Linked DNA regions of Mus musculus: regions 1 and 2 are each linked to region 3. The links are chromatin contacts, called in public Hi-C and promoter capture Hi-C maps. All regions are on one chromosome and are shown on one strand. Each heading gives the region's core, a stretch centred on a gene start, on an enhancer-like site or on the middle of the called end of the contact. The rest is flanking DNA. Distances are from core to core; before and after follow the strand shown.

Region 1 (4,264 bases), core at 768-3,267, 110 kb after region 3:
TTCATATGACTCAGCCGTAGATGAAATAAATGGCTCTAGTTCTGGCCTTGTTGTTTGTAGGGTTGGGGGTCAAACAGTGGCTTCATGCTTGCTACTACATTATCATCTCTAAACTATGACTCCAATCTTTTGTTGTTGTTATGCTTAATCCTAACGATGCTGCCTGAGCCTTTTCAGGTACTCATAGCTAACATCTGCCTGTGCAGGGGAAATAAATGACCCCTAGCCCCTCCTTTCTTCCTCCCTCCTTCCTTCCTTCTTTTCTTTCTTTCTTTCCTCCAGCAACTTCTTTGCTCTTAGTGTCATTTATTCTCATTATAAACACAGCAGCTATTTGAAAACTTACAAAATGTAGGTTAGAGATAAATATGGTTTGCTCATCAGACTGTCAACCGTCTAATGCATTTCATGGTTGGTGTGCAGTAATTTATACCACTGGGATACATAACTCCTTAAAGCTCTGGAAGTGGTTGCTATGTGTACCGCCGCTAGGCACCCTGTGCTGGAGGTTTAGTCTGAGCACAGTTCCACCTTGTTGACGTTTTCTCTCCCTCTTGTGTTAGTATCTCCTGTCTGCAAACTTTCCCCTTCAGGCTACCTCGCTTCTGAGAAGGCATCTGTACTGCAAGGGAGCCCAGCATCTGCAGAGCCAGGCTGGATCCTGAGTTTTCTGTTCTTCTTTAGTGTTAGGAACACTAGCCAGGTGACCTTGCCGAAGCTGGGTGACCTTGGGTGAGCTGCTTCCACTCCATGTGCTGTCACCCGCAACTTCAAGTGAGCTCGATAACGCTCTCAGTGGCAGCTGCTTTAGTGACCAATTCTGCATGTGAGTCGGAGCCGTACGACAGGGGGATTACACAAGTAGTGGAACAAAGATTCCTTGAAATTACCTCTCACAGTGATCAAGGTAGGAGGGTGCAGTCAGGTGACTGTGCTGGTCCGTGTGAAACCCCCAGGCATGTCACGTGTTTAGAGTAGCTGTCACAGATGCTCTGCTTATTAGTCACCCTCTCCTTTATTTATTTTTAATTTTTTTTGGTGTATACACAGATCGTCCTTCTTAGCCCTCAAGACTCTGTCTTGTCCTTTCTTTCTTCCCTTTCCTCCTCTTCTCTTCTCTTCCTTCCTCTTTCTCTCTCCCCTTCTTCTTCATCTCCTCTTCATTTTTGAGGCAGGGTCTCATACAGCCCGGGCTGGCCTTGAACTCACTTACAGCCAAGACATTGGTTATTAAACATGAAACTCCTGATCCTCTCAAGTGCCAGAGTTCAGGTGTTCCTTTCCGTACCCAGCTTGAGTGTCTTCTTGCTTGTGTTCCTTTAGCTAGTCCTCAGAACTTTTGGATTTGCCAAAACATGCCACAATCACTGCCAAAAACATGTTCCACAATCCTGAATACTTACTGTTTCAAAAAATAAAATATGCTTTTAATGGGGGGAAAAAACCAAAATAAGAAACAAACTCCAAATGGGCATACCAGGGTGTTTCTCGTGTATACTCAGGCTGTAGTGTGGGGTCACCTTAGAGGAAATGAAATAAATTACACATAATTTCCATGAGCTACCATTGATGGTTTTCATTTTAGCTTCACCTCTGTTTTTCCACCTATGTAGGTACAAAATTTTAACCCTGTACCAAACTAGCACTTAAAGAAAATTACATTCATCTACGTGTGTGTGTGTGTGTGTGTGTGTGTGTGTGTGTGTGTGTGTGTTGGAAGATGCTTGCATACCATGGCATACCTGTGGAGGTCAGAGGACCGCCTGCATCCCAGGGATTGAACATAGATGCCAGGCTTGGCAACAGATATCTTAACCTGCCACTTCTCTGGGCTCAGATTGGTACCTTTGAATTTGTTGAGTTTGTGTTATTACATCAATTTAAAGTTAGTGCTAAAATGAATGTATCTGTTACTATAACGGTGAGTCTGAAATAAATGAACAGGGCAAATCAAACTCAGTGCCGGGCCAGTCAAGGGAGTCGGCATCGCAGGCATCTTGGGTTGCCCTGGAAACGCCCGCTAACGCGCACTCGGATAGCTTTGTTTTGAGTCACTTGTAATATTTTCCCCCTTTCCTGCTGCTAAAAGGAGAATGGAACTTTTGACTCAGGGAAAGCTATGTGAGATTTTTGTAAAGACCAGGAACCAGAAGTCTGGGTTCTCTGAATAACTGCCGAGGTGCTGGCTACAGAAATGGCCTGTCAGAGATGTGACAAGGGACAAGAGCTCTGTTCTACCCACATTCTTTTTGTATTTGAATGCTGTACTTGGATAGTCAGGTTTCAGAGGGTTTGTGTGCTTGGCCTTGGTGGACACATTTCTTTCTCCTCTCCCTCTCCCTGTGTTCTTCCTTTCTTTTTCAATACTAGGGATTGATCATAGCGCTGGTGGATGCTACAGAGACATCCCCTTGTGAGTCCTCCCTATTGATTGATTTTTAACCTTAGAGAGTCTCACTGAAATTGCCCATGCTCTTCTTGAACTCAAAACTCTCCTTCCCTGGCCTCCCAAGGGTGGGGTGGTCACAGTGCACCACCCAGAGTGATGGCAGTGACATTTCTTTATCACCAAGTTATATTTGTCTAAACAGGTAAAGATTGGGCATGACTTAGATAGATCCCACACAGCATGAAGAAGTGCTAAGAGGCAGTTCACGGAGGATCCCAGGAAGCCTTTCGTTGATGGCACACAAGCTTCAGTGGATATCTCTGTACTTTCCTAGAAAGTGCTTTCTAAAATACACTTCCATGGGATTAACTAGAGCCAGATCTGGAGCTGTGCAGATGGCAGTGTCCCTTATGTACTAACGTGCATGCAAAATCTGCCTAGAGTGTCATCTGCCTGCTTCTATTTACTTCCCAACAGTTCCTGAAAATGCTTCTTCCCCTTTGAGAAAGCAGCATGGCTAGATCTCTGTGGAACCCCACCCCCACCCCCAACACACACAGATTTTATTTCTTATAGCAACAGACGCTTCCATAGTTTTTATACATTGTTTTCCTGTTATTTTACCCCAATGGCTCACTAAGTAATTTATCAGTATCACCACCATCACCACCACCAACCACCACCCTAAAGTATAGAATATAAGGTAAAAGGAGCCATACCTTCAGCTGATGATGTCAACTTTTTAAAGATTTATTTATTTATTTATTTATTTATATGAGTATACTGCAGCTGTATTCAGACACACCAGAAGAGGGCATTGGATCCTATTACAGATGGTTGTGAGCCACCTTGTGGTTGCTGGGAATTGAACTCAGGACCTCTGGAAGAGCAGTCAGTGCTCTTAACCGCTGAGCCATCTCTCCAGTCCCCTGCTGTCAACTTTTAAGAGCCACAGCAAAGATTTATTAGGCTACCTTTTCAGGTCAGCAAATGATCACAGCTTGTGAAAACTAGAAAAGTAGACTTACCTGAACAACATTGGCATTTATTTTTTTTTTAAGTTTTATGTTCTATAAGAATTAATGGGGCAGCTACAATGCAGGCAGTTTAAACTGAATGAAAGGAGTTAATGAAGCTGATTTGCCCCAACCTGAATAATTAGATCCTGGATAATAGACTTTCAACCCAACTTTATTAAGGTATAATTTACCTAAGCTAAAATGCACCCATTCAAGGGTGGCCTTCTTGAGTTTTTACAGTTGAGTGCACCGTGTAGCCATGGCCAGCCAGCATCAGGGTATTGAATGCCACCATCACCCAGGTGGTTTCTGGGACCTGAGTCATTGGTGAAGTGTCATGTGAAAAATACAATTCTCCTCTCGTCGTCTCATGTGCTTGAGCATGCTCACTTCATGTCTTGTGCCCCTTTGCTCTCTCTTCCTGCCTTCTCTCTTGTGGTGCTAGGGATCGAATCCAGCAGCTTGCACATCCCAAGATGCACTTCTCCACTGAGCTACATCCTCAGCCTCACATCCTCGGCTTCAAACTGCTTTTTCTCTATTTCCCTTTTCTCCCCTTCCTCTTCCCCTTCCCTCCCCCACACTTCCTTTTTTTGGGGGGGTTGGGGGGGCAGACTCTCATGTATCCCAAGCTGGCTTCGAACTCACTATGTATCTGGCCTTAAACTCACTGTGTACATCCAGCTGGCCTAGAACTCACTTTGTATCCCAAGCTGGTCTTGAACTCCTGACCTTCCTGCCTCTACTTCCCAAGTGCGGAGATTCCAGATGTGCACTATGACCCAAAGTTTCTTCCCTTTTGTTTGGGGTCTCAGCTTGTCATGGGAAGCACACTCTGTATTATCTAGACTTCCAG
Region 2 (4,433 bases), core at 1,064-3,563, 91 kb before region 3:
TGACAGTGGCTAAGTTTGTATTGTGAGCTCCTGCTTGCTTCTTCCTCTAAACTCTAGACATTCATGTCCATCTGCCTATGTTATGGCTTATATATGTTTGGCCCAGGGGGTGGTACTATTAGGTGTGGCCTTGTTGAATATGGGTGTCACTGGGTATGGGCTTGAAGACCCTCATCCTAGCTGCCTGGAAGCCAATCTTCCACTAGAAGCCTTCAGATGAAGATGTACTCTCATCTGAACTCTCAGCTCCTCCTGCACCATGCCTGCCTGGATGCTGCCATGCTCCCACCTTGATGATAATGGACTGAACCTATGAACCTGTGAGCCAGCCTCAATTATTGTCCTTGTAAGACTTGCCTTAGGTCATGGTGTCTGTTCTCAGCTGTAAAACCCTAAGACAGCTTATTTGTAATTTTCACTTTGGTGATCATAAATCTCAATCCTAACATCTCTAAAATCTTCCTTCTCCCAATATGTCGTCTCTTCACTCTCATCCTCTTATCCCTTATTTCCCATGTCCAGTAATGTAGATAATCCTTTTGGTTTTGTTTTTTTGTTTTGTTTTGGCTTTTCGAGACAGAGTTTTTCTGTGTAGTCCTGGCTGTCCTGGAACTCACTCTGTAGACCAGGCTGGCCTCAAATTCAGAAATCCACCTGCTTCTGCCTCCCACGTGCTGGGATTAAAGGTGTGCGCCACCACTGCCCAGCTTAGATAATCCTTTAGAGCATACCATGTCTCTCTCCGCTCTCATTCCTTTAATCACTGACCTTTTAAAAGGAAAGCCCCCCTGCTGGTACTCCAGATCCCCCTGTGACTGCTGCATCACTACCACACAATCTATGTATTTTTGCTTAATGTCTCAACTACAGTCTCGTCTTCAAGATGGCAGGCCTGTTATGATGGACAGAGGATTCGGTACTTATAAAGGAACGGATGAGAATGGTATCAAAACAGTGATGGCCTGGAGGTAAGAGAAATACTTGACCAGAGATAAGTGATGGGAAGGACCGAGTTCATTGATGACAATAGGAAGGAGCAGCCCTGGCAGTGGAAGAGTAAATCCTAGATAGTGTGAATGACAGCCATGTGCAGGAACATGAGGGAAGGCATGTGTGACTGACAGGCCAACTGTGTCAGGGAGCCATCAGACAGAGGGTCAGCAGCCAGTTAAGTAGCATCTTACACGTTGTGATATGGAAATTTGGAGGTTATTCCAAGTTATGATGGGACCATCTGAGGCTTATAAGCAGAAGATCAAACTAAATAAAATAGCTTTGGCTGAGGTGTGATTAGTGGGAAAAGGCAGAGAGAGTAGCCCTTGGAAAGGGCTCTGTTGCAACCCAAACTAAAAAACAAAGAAAGGTGAGCAGAATCAGTAGAATGGGAGATGGCTTAAGATCTGAAAGCAAAAATAGCAGGACTTTGCGTATGTTTACAAAAGGGGCACAGAAGAAAATAAAGTCTAACTTTTGTCCCTCAACTTGGAGACTATTATGGCAAATGAAACCAATCATATTTCCACCAGGTTGACTGGATAAAAAAAAGGGAGGGAGGGAGATTATTCTCAGGGTAGGGAAAAAATGAAGACAATCACATAGGAGAGCACGTAAGGAAATGTTGCTTTTAAACTGTGGACTCTAAAAGGTATCAGAGGGCTTGCCTAGAATTCTTGACAGGAGAGTGTGGCTGGACAAATACCGTATCTGCATTATAGGGGAGACCAAGGGGGCTAGAGAAAGGAAGAGGGTGAATCTGTCTAACATTCACCGGTTTGAAACCTATTTATGTCGCTGGTGGTGTGAGCACTTAACGTGGTGGGTCCCTGTCACGGTGCAGCGTACCGGCGACGGGAAGCCTCGCAAGTAGGTCTCATTTGGAAGCCTTCATCTCGAACGACCCCTCGGAAACAAACGTGGTGGCTCCGAATCAACCCCGTCCGCGGGGTGATCGCCGCGTGAAGTCGAGTCGAGAAAGACTTCGGCGGATCCCTCAACTTCGTCACCTCCAGACGCTCCCCGGCTCCGCGGCCCAGGACGGCCGGTCATTTTTCTCCCGGGATCGGGAGGCTGGAAGCTCGCAGGCCCCCTAGCGTCCAACCGTTCAGCGCGGAGGCCCCGGCTCGCGCCCGCCCGCCACCCCGTGCACCCACCCAGCCACCCGCCGGACGCCGCGACCCGGGTCCTCCCGCGGACCGCAGACCCCCCGAGACCCCGCCCGGGCAGCCCGCGAGAGACGCCGCCGCCCCGCCTCCCGCCCGCCCTCCCGCGCGCGCCAACTCCCAGCGCCGCGCGCTGATTGGCCGGCGCCTTCCCGCTCTGCTTCCCGAACCGCCATTTTGAAAATCTTGTTGATTCTGAGGAGCGGGGAGAGAGAGAGCGCGAGAGAGAGCGAGCGCGCGGCGCGAGGACCTCGGCCCCGCGCGACTTCTACACAGCGGCGGCCTTCTCGTGCGCACCCGCGGTGAGGACGGCGGCGGGGAGGCGCCGGGGCAGCGGGGAGGGGACGCGGCCAGAAGCACTGAGGCCCGCCGCGGGGGAGGGGACTCGCAAGGCTCGGCTCGCCTGGGCCACACTGGCCGGGCCCGAGCCGGCCCGGGGCGGCGCAGGCCGGGCGGGAGCGCGCGCGGGCGGCTGAGAGGGCGGTGCGGTTTCCCGCCTCGGGCATCCCCGGGGAGGCGGGCCGAGTGACAGACCCAGGGTAGGCGACTTGGAGGGGAGCTGACGCTGGGCGCTCGGCACGCTCCATGCCCGCGCGAGCGAGAGAACCGAAGCGTGCGGCTTCCTCCCCGCCCGCAGGCCCCCAGCATGTCGGCGGCGGCGGCCCCCGCTGCGGAGGGAGAGGACGCCCCCGTGCCGCCCTCATCCGAGAAGGAACCCGAGATGCCGGGTCCCAGGGAAGAGAGTGAGGAGGAGGAGGAGGATGACGAAGACGATGATGAAGAGGACGAGGAGGAAGAAAAAGGTGGGTGGGCAGGGATACGCATCCCTCACGGGTGGATTTTTTTTTTTCCCACATCAAAAGTTTCCCCTTCCCTCGCTCCTTTTGGGAAACAGTTATCTTGCATTTTAACGCTTAGAGGCGTCAAGTCGGAGTGGTGGATTTCACGCGAATGCTAACAATCAGTGGCAGAGAATCTGGATTTTTTTTTTTTTTTTTGAGTATTTGCCAAGGTTTCGGTGCAAGTGTAGCAAGAGCCTTTTCCCGATGCGCCTTCAGAACACTTCGTCGTTCGTTTAGGGAGTTTGTAAGTCTGAGATCCGCTTTTTGAAGTTACCCCGAGGTTCCGTAACGAAACAACACTGCAAGGCATTCTTGCAAATCCTGGAAATGTTTTCATTTCCATATTCTCGGCTGTGTGTAGCTGCTGATTCCCTCCCCCGCCCCTCCCCCATAAGGGTTCTTGTGGGAGTGCTTTTCTTTGCCGTGAAAGTTGTTGCTGTTGGAGAAAGTAGTTTAAAAATGAGAAAACTGAACTGAAAGTTAGAACGGGAGCCCGCAGCTCTCTCGGTTTTGGGGACTGATTCTGACCCAAGGAGGGTGGTAAGAAGCCTCATTTGAGTAGAGGCAGAGCGGGGCGAAGAAGCATTGTGTCAGTCAGAGTGCATGCATCAGTCTACCCGACAGGCTCAGCTATTGGAAAATCCAAGGCACAGCTTCACAATCTAGCTTAATGGTGCAGATGGCCACAGCTCAGCCAGACTTGGGAGCAGGCCTAAAGGTTAAAGTGCTCTTCCCAAACTGTCATTTCTTTTCTTTTCTTTCTTTTCTTTCTTCTTTTTTTTTTTTATAAATACCATCTAGGTTAAGAGGACAAGGCATACTTATTATTTGAAGTGGTATGTGCTCTAAGACCTTATGGGAGCGTGTCATTTAAGTACAACCTTGGCTTTAATTATAAATCTTAATAAGAATTGTTTAAATTGCTTTTAGATTATTTATAATTGGTGTGTTCTATAAAGTCAATGATGTGGTGTTTTAGAGCATGGTATGATGGCAGTGTGTGCTAAGGCATCCCTCCTCCCTGAGGTACCAGCCATAGATAAGTGTAGTGTAGAACAGTTTATTTGGGGCAGGGGAGGAGAGAGAGCAGCCAGGAACACGTGGAGAGAGAGGGGAAGGGGAGAAAGTGAAAGGGGGCAGAGAGTTAAGAGAGTACAAATAGACCCTTTTATAGCCAGCCAGGCCTACCTGGCTGTTGCTAGGTAACTGTTGGGCGGAGCCTAGAAAGAATGCTAACAATAATGACTGAAAGTTGACTGCACTATCAGTATAACTAAGACTTTAACACTTTTACAGGATTTGTGTGTGTGTGTGTGTGTTTTTGTTTGTTTTTCTTCCTAGTGGGGCAAAGTTGTGATACTAGAGTTCTAGAGGTGGTGAGTTTTCTTGGGCAGAAAGAAAGTGAGACATTCTGTATAAAAGGCCCAAACAG
Region 3 (4,316 bases), core at 657-3,156:
ACTTATACACAAAAAGTAAAATAAATCTATTTTCTTATTATTTCTGAGGGGCTGGAGAGGTTGCTCAATAGTTACATAACGCTGGCTGCCCAGTCTGGAGAATCCACATTAGGAACCCTCCCACATTCAGTGGCTCACACCTGCCTATAATTCTAGCTCTCGGGTATCTAACATCCTCTTCTGGCCTCCAGAGGTTCACACAGACGTCCACACAGACACACAGACAGCCTCGTGCACACACACTAATAAAAAACAGTTTTTTTAAATTACTAATAAAAAAACTTTCTATGAGATATTATTTTAGTTGGTGTCTTATTTAGAATGGAAATGCATTTTGAAATCATAGTATCAGCTTGGTTATTCTGGTCTAACATTCAATCTCTGAGATATGTAGTAGTTGATTAAAAAAGAAAAAAAAAAACTGCTTGTTTTCCTTGGCCTTCCAAAGAATTTCTCTCTCGAAGAGTGTTAACACAGGCTTGAGTCCTCCAGTTTCTTGGAAGTCTATGGAACAAGAGGGTAACCAATCATGATCACAGCCTTTTTGTGAATAAGAATGTTCTAATACATGGTTTTGGCCAGCACCTTGTTCATGTAAGACAGTTAACTCCGAAAATGAGAGCTTTGAATACCCCCAATGGATTTCGGAAGATTATACTGACCATAAGATTAGGATACTTCCACGATCATCTTTATTGTCAATCATTTCTCCAGTTTTGAAATATTTCCTATACTTATTTATTTGCAGGTGTATATGTTTATGTGAATGTATCTCACACGTTTGCAAATGCATGGAGACCAGAAGGGGACTCTGGATTCCCTGGAGCTGGGGTTACAGATGGTGCGGAGAACTGAACTCATGTCCTCCAGAAGGGCAGCAAGCACTCTTTACCACTGAGCCATCGCTTCAGCCCCTTTACTTTCAATCTTTCTCGGGATGGAAGGCATTGCAGGGAGGAACCGCTGGCTCGAACTTACCTGTACGTTATAATCCCCTTCACAGTGCCCCTCAGCCCACACTGGTGCAGTTAAGCCTTTGCCAAGGAGACTCAAACATTTGTCATACAAAACCATATCTGATGATCAGTGAGATGCCGTGTAGTCAAACTGCCTGCCTTCCAATCACGGCCTCCATGAGGCTTAAATAAAAGTGAATGAAAACCACTTAAAAGAAGGCAGGCACGAGCGAATTCTATAACTGCTACTAACTAACAAGTTTTGTTGTTGTTGTTTTGTTTGTTTTTGAGACGGGGTCTCCCTTTGTGCCTCTAACTGGCCTGGAACTCACTATGTAGACCACCATGCGAGAAAGCTAACAGCTTTCAAAATATCCCTTCCACACAAACCCACTTCACAAGTATTCTTTTGTTTGTTTTGGTTTGGGGGTTTGTTTTTTTAGGCACTGTAGCCTAGGCTGGCCTCCAACTAACCACCAACAGCTGTTCTCCTGTTTCTGCCGCCTGAGTCCCGGCATCACAACTATCACACCCAATTCTTTGACGTCTACGTAGCTACCTTCTCACAAGAAGGAAAAAACACAGCAGAGAGGAATGCACATCTGCCCCTTGAAGTTATCTTCTTTCTTGTGTCTCTGTCTTCAGAATCTTACTATACAGAGACTAGGAGCCATGTCTTGTTCCTGTCTAGCCCTGGTACCCACCTCCCAGCGAAGCTGACTGGCAGTCCGTTTGGGCACCATCCCTGAGAGACTAGCTGTCACTTACAGGAGGACACGGAGAGACCCACTCATCACACCCCGCCCCCACACCCGCTGACATGTCTCAATCTTTAATCCTGGAATCTTCCACCCGTGACGTGATTATCCCAGGTCTGCGCACGGCGCATGCGGACGACTGCGTCGTGCGTCCGCCAGGGGGTGGCAGTGTGCGCCCTGCGTCAGAGCGCATGCCCCGCTCCGTGACCGTGACCGTGGCCGTGACTGAGGGCTGCGCGGAGGCAGCGGAGCAGCGGGAGCAATGGGGGAGGAGGCGACGGCGGTGGCAGCGGCTGGGGTGCGGCCCGAGCTGGTGCGGGAGGCGGAGGTCAGCCTGCTGGAGTGCAAGGTGTGCTTCGAGAGGTTCGGCCACTGGCAGCAGCGGCGCCCGCGCAACCTGCCCTGCGGCCACGTGGTCTGCTTGGCCTGTGTCGCCGCTCTCGCGCACCCGCGGACGCTGGGCCTCGAGTGTCCCTTCTGCCGGCGGGCCTGCCGAGCCTGTGACACCAGCGATTGCCTGCCGGTGCTGCACCTCCTGGAGCTCCTGGGCTCCACCCTCCACGCGTCCCCGGCTGCCCTCAGCGCCGCCCCCTTCGCGCCGGGGACTCTCACCTGCTACCACGCCTTCGGCGGGTGGGGGACCCTAGTGAACCCCACAGGGCTTGCACTGTGCCCCAAGACCGGACGGGTAGTGGTCGTGCACGACGGGAAGAGACGGGTCAAGATCTTTGACTCCGGAGGAGGAGGTGCACACCAGTTTGGAGAAAAGGGGGACGCAGCGCACGACGTGAAGTACCCACTGGATGTCGCCGTCACCAACGACTGCCATGTGGTTGTCACCGACGCTGGCGACTGCTCCCTCAAAGTGTTTGATTTCTTTGGCCAGATCAAGCTGGTTGTGGGAAAGCAGTTTTCCCTGCCTTGGGGTGTGGAGATCACCCCTCACAATGGGGTCCTGGTGACTGATGCAGAGGCAGGGACTTTGCACCTGCTGGAAGCGGATTTCCCTGAAGGGGTCCTTCGGAGGATTGAGAGGTTGCAAGCTCACCTATGCAGTCCCCGTGGGTTGGCAGTGTCATGGCTCACGGGGGCCATCGCGGTCCTAGAGCATCCTTGTGCCTTTGGGAGGACTGGCTGTAACAACACAAGGGTGAAGGTGTTCAACTCCACTATGCAGCTGATTGGCCAGGTGGATAGCTTCGGGCTGAACCTCCTCTTCCCCTCCAAAGTAACTGCCTCTGCTGTGACCTTCGATCACCAAGGAAACGTGATTGTTGCTGACACCTCTGGTCCAGCCATCGTCTGCTTGGGGAAACCCGAAGAATTCCCAGCCCTGAAGCCTATAATCACTCACGGCCTCTCCCGTCCTGTGGCACTGGCCTTCACCAAGGAGAATTCTCTTCTTGTGCTGGATACTGCATCCCATTCTATAAAAGTCTTTAAAGTGATGGAGGGCAACGGAGGGTGATGGGGATCCTGAAGCCAGGAGTCAGAAATCTTGGTGTCATTGGGAGTGAATTGGTCTCACCCATCCATCCAGACAGAAGTAATGGTAACTGAATGGCAAAAGCAGTTACTAAGGCAGTTTTAAAAGACTAATAATTAAATTTGTCATTCGGTGAATGCCTGTTCCCGTGTTAAGAAATTTGCAGATCTTAGCCTGTTTGCTTCTTAACACACAGCGATGTTAATTCCTATTATCCGTCCACTTGGGAGATGAGAAGACAGACCCAGAGCATTCAGTATGGTTTCTTTAGAGTTGTATTCACTGGGACAGTTGAATTCAGTTCTGGCTCCAAACCACTTGCTCTTAGATATGATGTTAGATGTCGTCAACAACAACAAAAACTGTGAGCTGTGTCTTATGTATGTATGTTCTCCTTACAAGTGGGTAACTGGTAAAGTGCACAAAGACAAGAAAGGGGTCTTCATGGGGATTTTAGGAGAAAAGGGAAGTTGTCCATCACCTTCAGCTGTGAGCTCCCCCAAAGGTAGAGTAGATAGCTTATTACCAGTTCCAAGATTTGAACAAGAAACAAAGTTGAGCTCTTTCCTTATAAGGCAAAGGCTGCCAGGATGATAGTGTGTGCCAGAACTCCAAATCCTGAGAAGTGGAGGCAGGAAGTTCAATGCAATCTGCAGCTTAGCTACCTAGTAATTTTGAGGCTAAGCTGGACTAGTGTGTTCTCTCTCTCTCCCTCTCTTTCTCTCCCTCTCTCCCCCTCTTTCTTCTTCCTCTATGGGCACTGGGAACTATCCCGCAGTGATAATTTGAGAAAAATCTGCAGAGCCACTGCCTGCTAGCGTCATGGGCATATGAGACTCGTGTTAATTAGATCTTGCCCCAGCACATTGATGGCAGAAGTGATTTTGTTTGGTGTGGTAAATCTCTGACGCCTGAAGCACTTTGTGATGGAGGCTTTTCTCTGTGTAATTTGAAATGTGATTCAAACACTGTACTTAATAAACAGTCTTCGTCCTTTTAGAGTGCTGGAAACGTGTCTTGAATGGAAGCACAGCCTTGACAATGTAAGGGCTCCTCAGTGCTGTAATTGAGGGGAGGAGTGGAGAATATTTGGGGTGAAATGCTGATCCTCTCTAT

Evidence for each region. A called contact is a pair of places that touch in the nucleus more often than the background predicts. Capture Hi-C pulls out chosen DNA fragments and counts their contacts.
Region 1: a Hi-C map of embryonic fibroblasts shows a contact between it and region 3, with 2.8 times the contacts expected there. The contact joins the enhancer-like site here to the promoter of Nhlrc1 in region 3. A contact is called at or near these places in 10 of 39 promoter capture datasets (cranial neural crest, embryonic stem cells, frontonasal cranial neural crest and 7 more), 1 of 15 datasets of contacts at CTCF or cohesin (embryonic stem cells), 20 of 484 Hi-C or Micro-C datasets (the C2C12 cell line, the G1E-ER4 cell line, LSK cells and 9 more), 16 of 115 datasets of contacts at active chromatin or transcription factors (bone marrow-derived macrophages, cardiomyocytes, embryonic fibroblasts and 9 more) and 4 of 9 other capture datasets (adipose tissue, embryonic stem cells, liver and 1 more).
Region 2: a promoter capture Hi-C map of adipose tissue shows a contact between it and region 3. The contact joins the promoter of Dek here to the promoter of Nhlrc1 in region 3. A contact is called at or near these places in 3 of 39 promoter capture datasets (embryonic stem cells, liver and pre-B cells), 2 of 484 Hi-C or Micro-C datasets (CD4 T cells and muscle stem cells), 3 of 115 datasets of contacts at active chromatin or transcription factors (effector CD8 T cells, embryonic stem cells and memory CD8 T cells) and 3 of 9 other capture datasets (adipose tissue, liver and pancreatic islet).

What each region holds. Positions count from the first base shown.
Region 1 is chr13:46,905,839-46,910,102 of GRCm38.p6, reverse strand. All of the region lies in intron 2 of Kif13a (kinesin family member 13A), which reads left to right. Among named protein-coding and RNA genes, the nearest start is that of Gm22960, 5.4 kb to the right of the region's middle. Within about 2 kb of position 2,017, at least 53 of the 459 cell types and tissues checked have an H3K27ac peak or open chromatin away from gene starts, as enhancers often do. A contact at or near this core is called in adipose tissue, embryonic fibroblasts, olfactory sensory neurons and 3 more, where this site is marked.
Region 2 is chr13:47,104,101-47,108,533 of GRCm38.p6, reverse strand. Dek (DEK proto-oncogene (DNA binding)) reads left to right here and starts at 2,313. Exons shown (of 11, transcript NM_025900.2): 1 at 2,313-2,461; 2 at 2,797-2,962. The coding sequence starts at 2,806.
Region 3 is chr13:47,012,440-47,016,755 of GRCm38.p6, reverse strand. Nhlrc1 (NHL repeat containing 1) reads left to right here and starts at 1,906. Exons shown (of 1, transcript NM_175340.4): 1 at 1,906-4,199. The coding sequence starts at 1,977. The coding sequence ends at 3,182.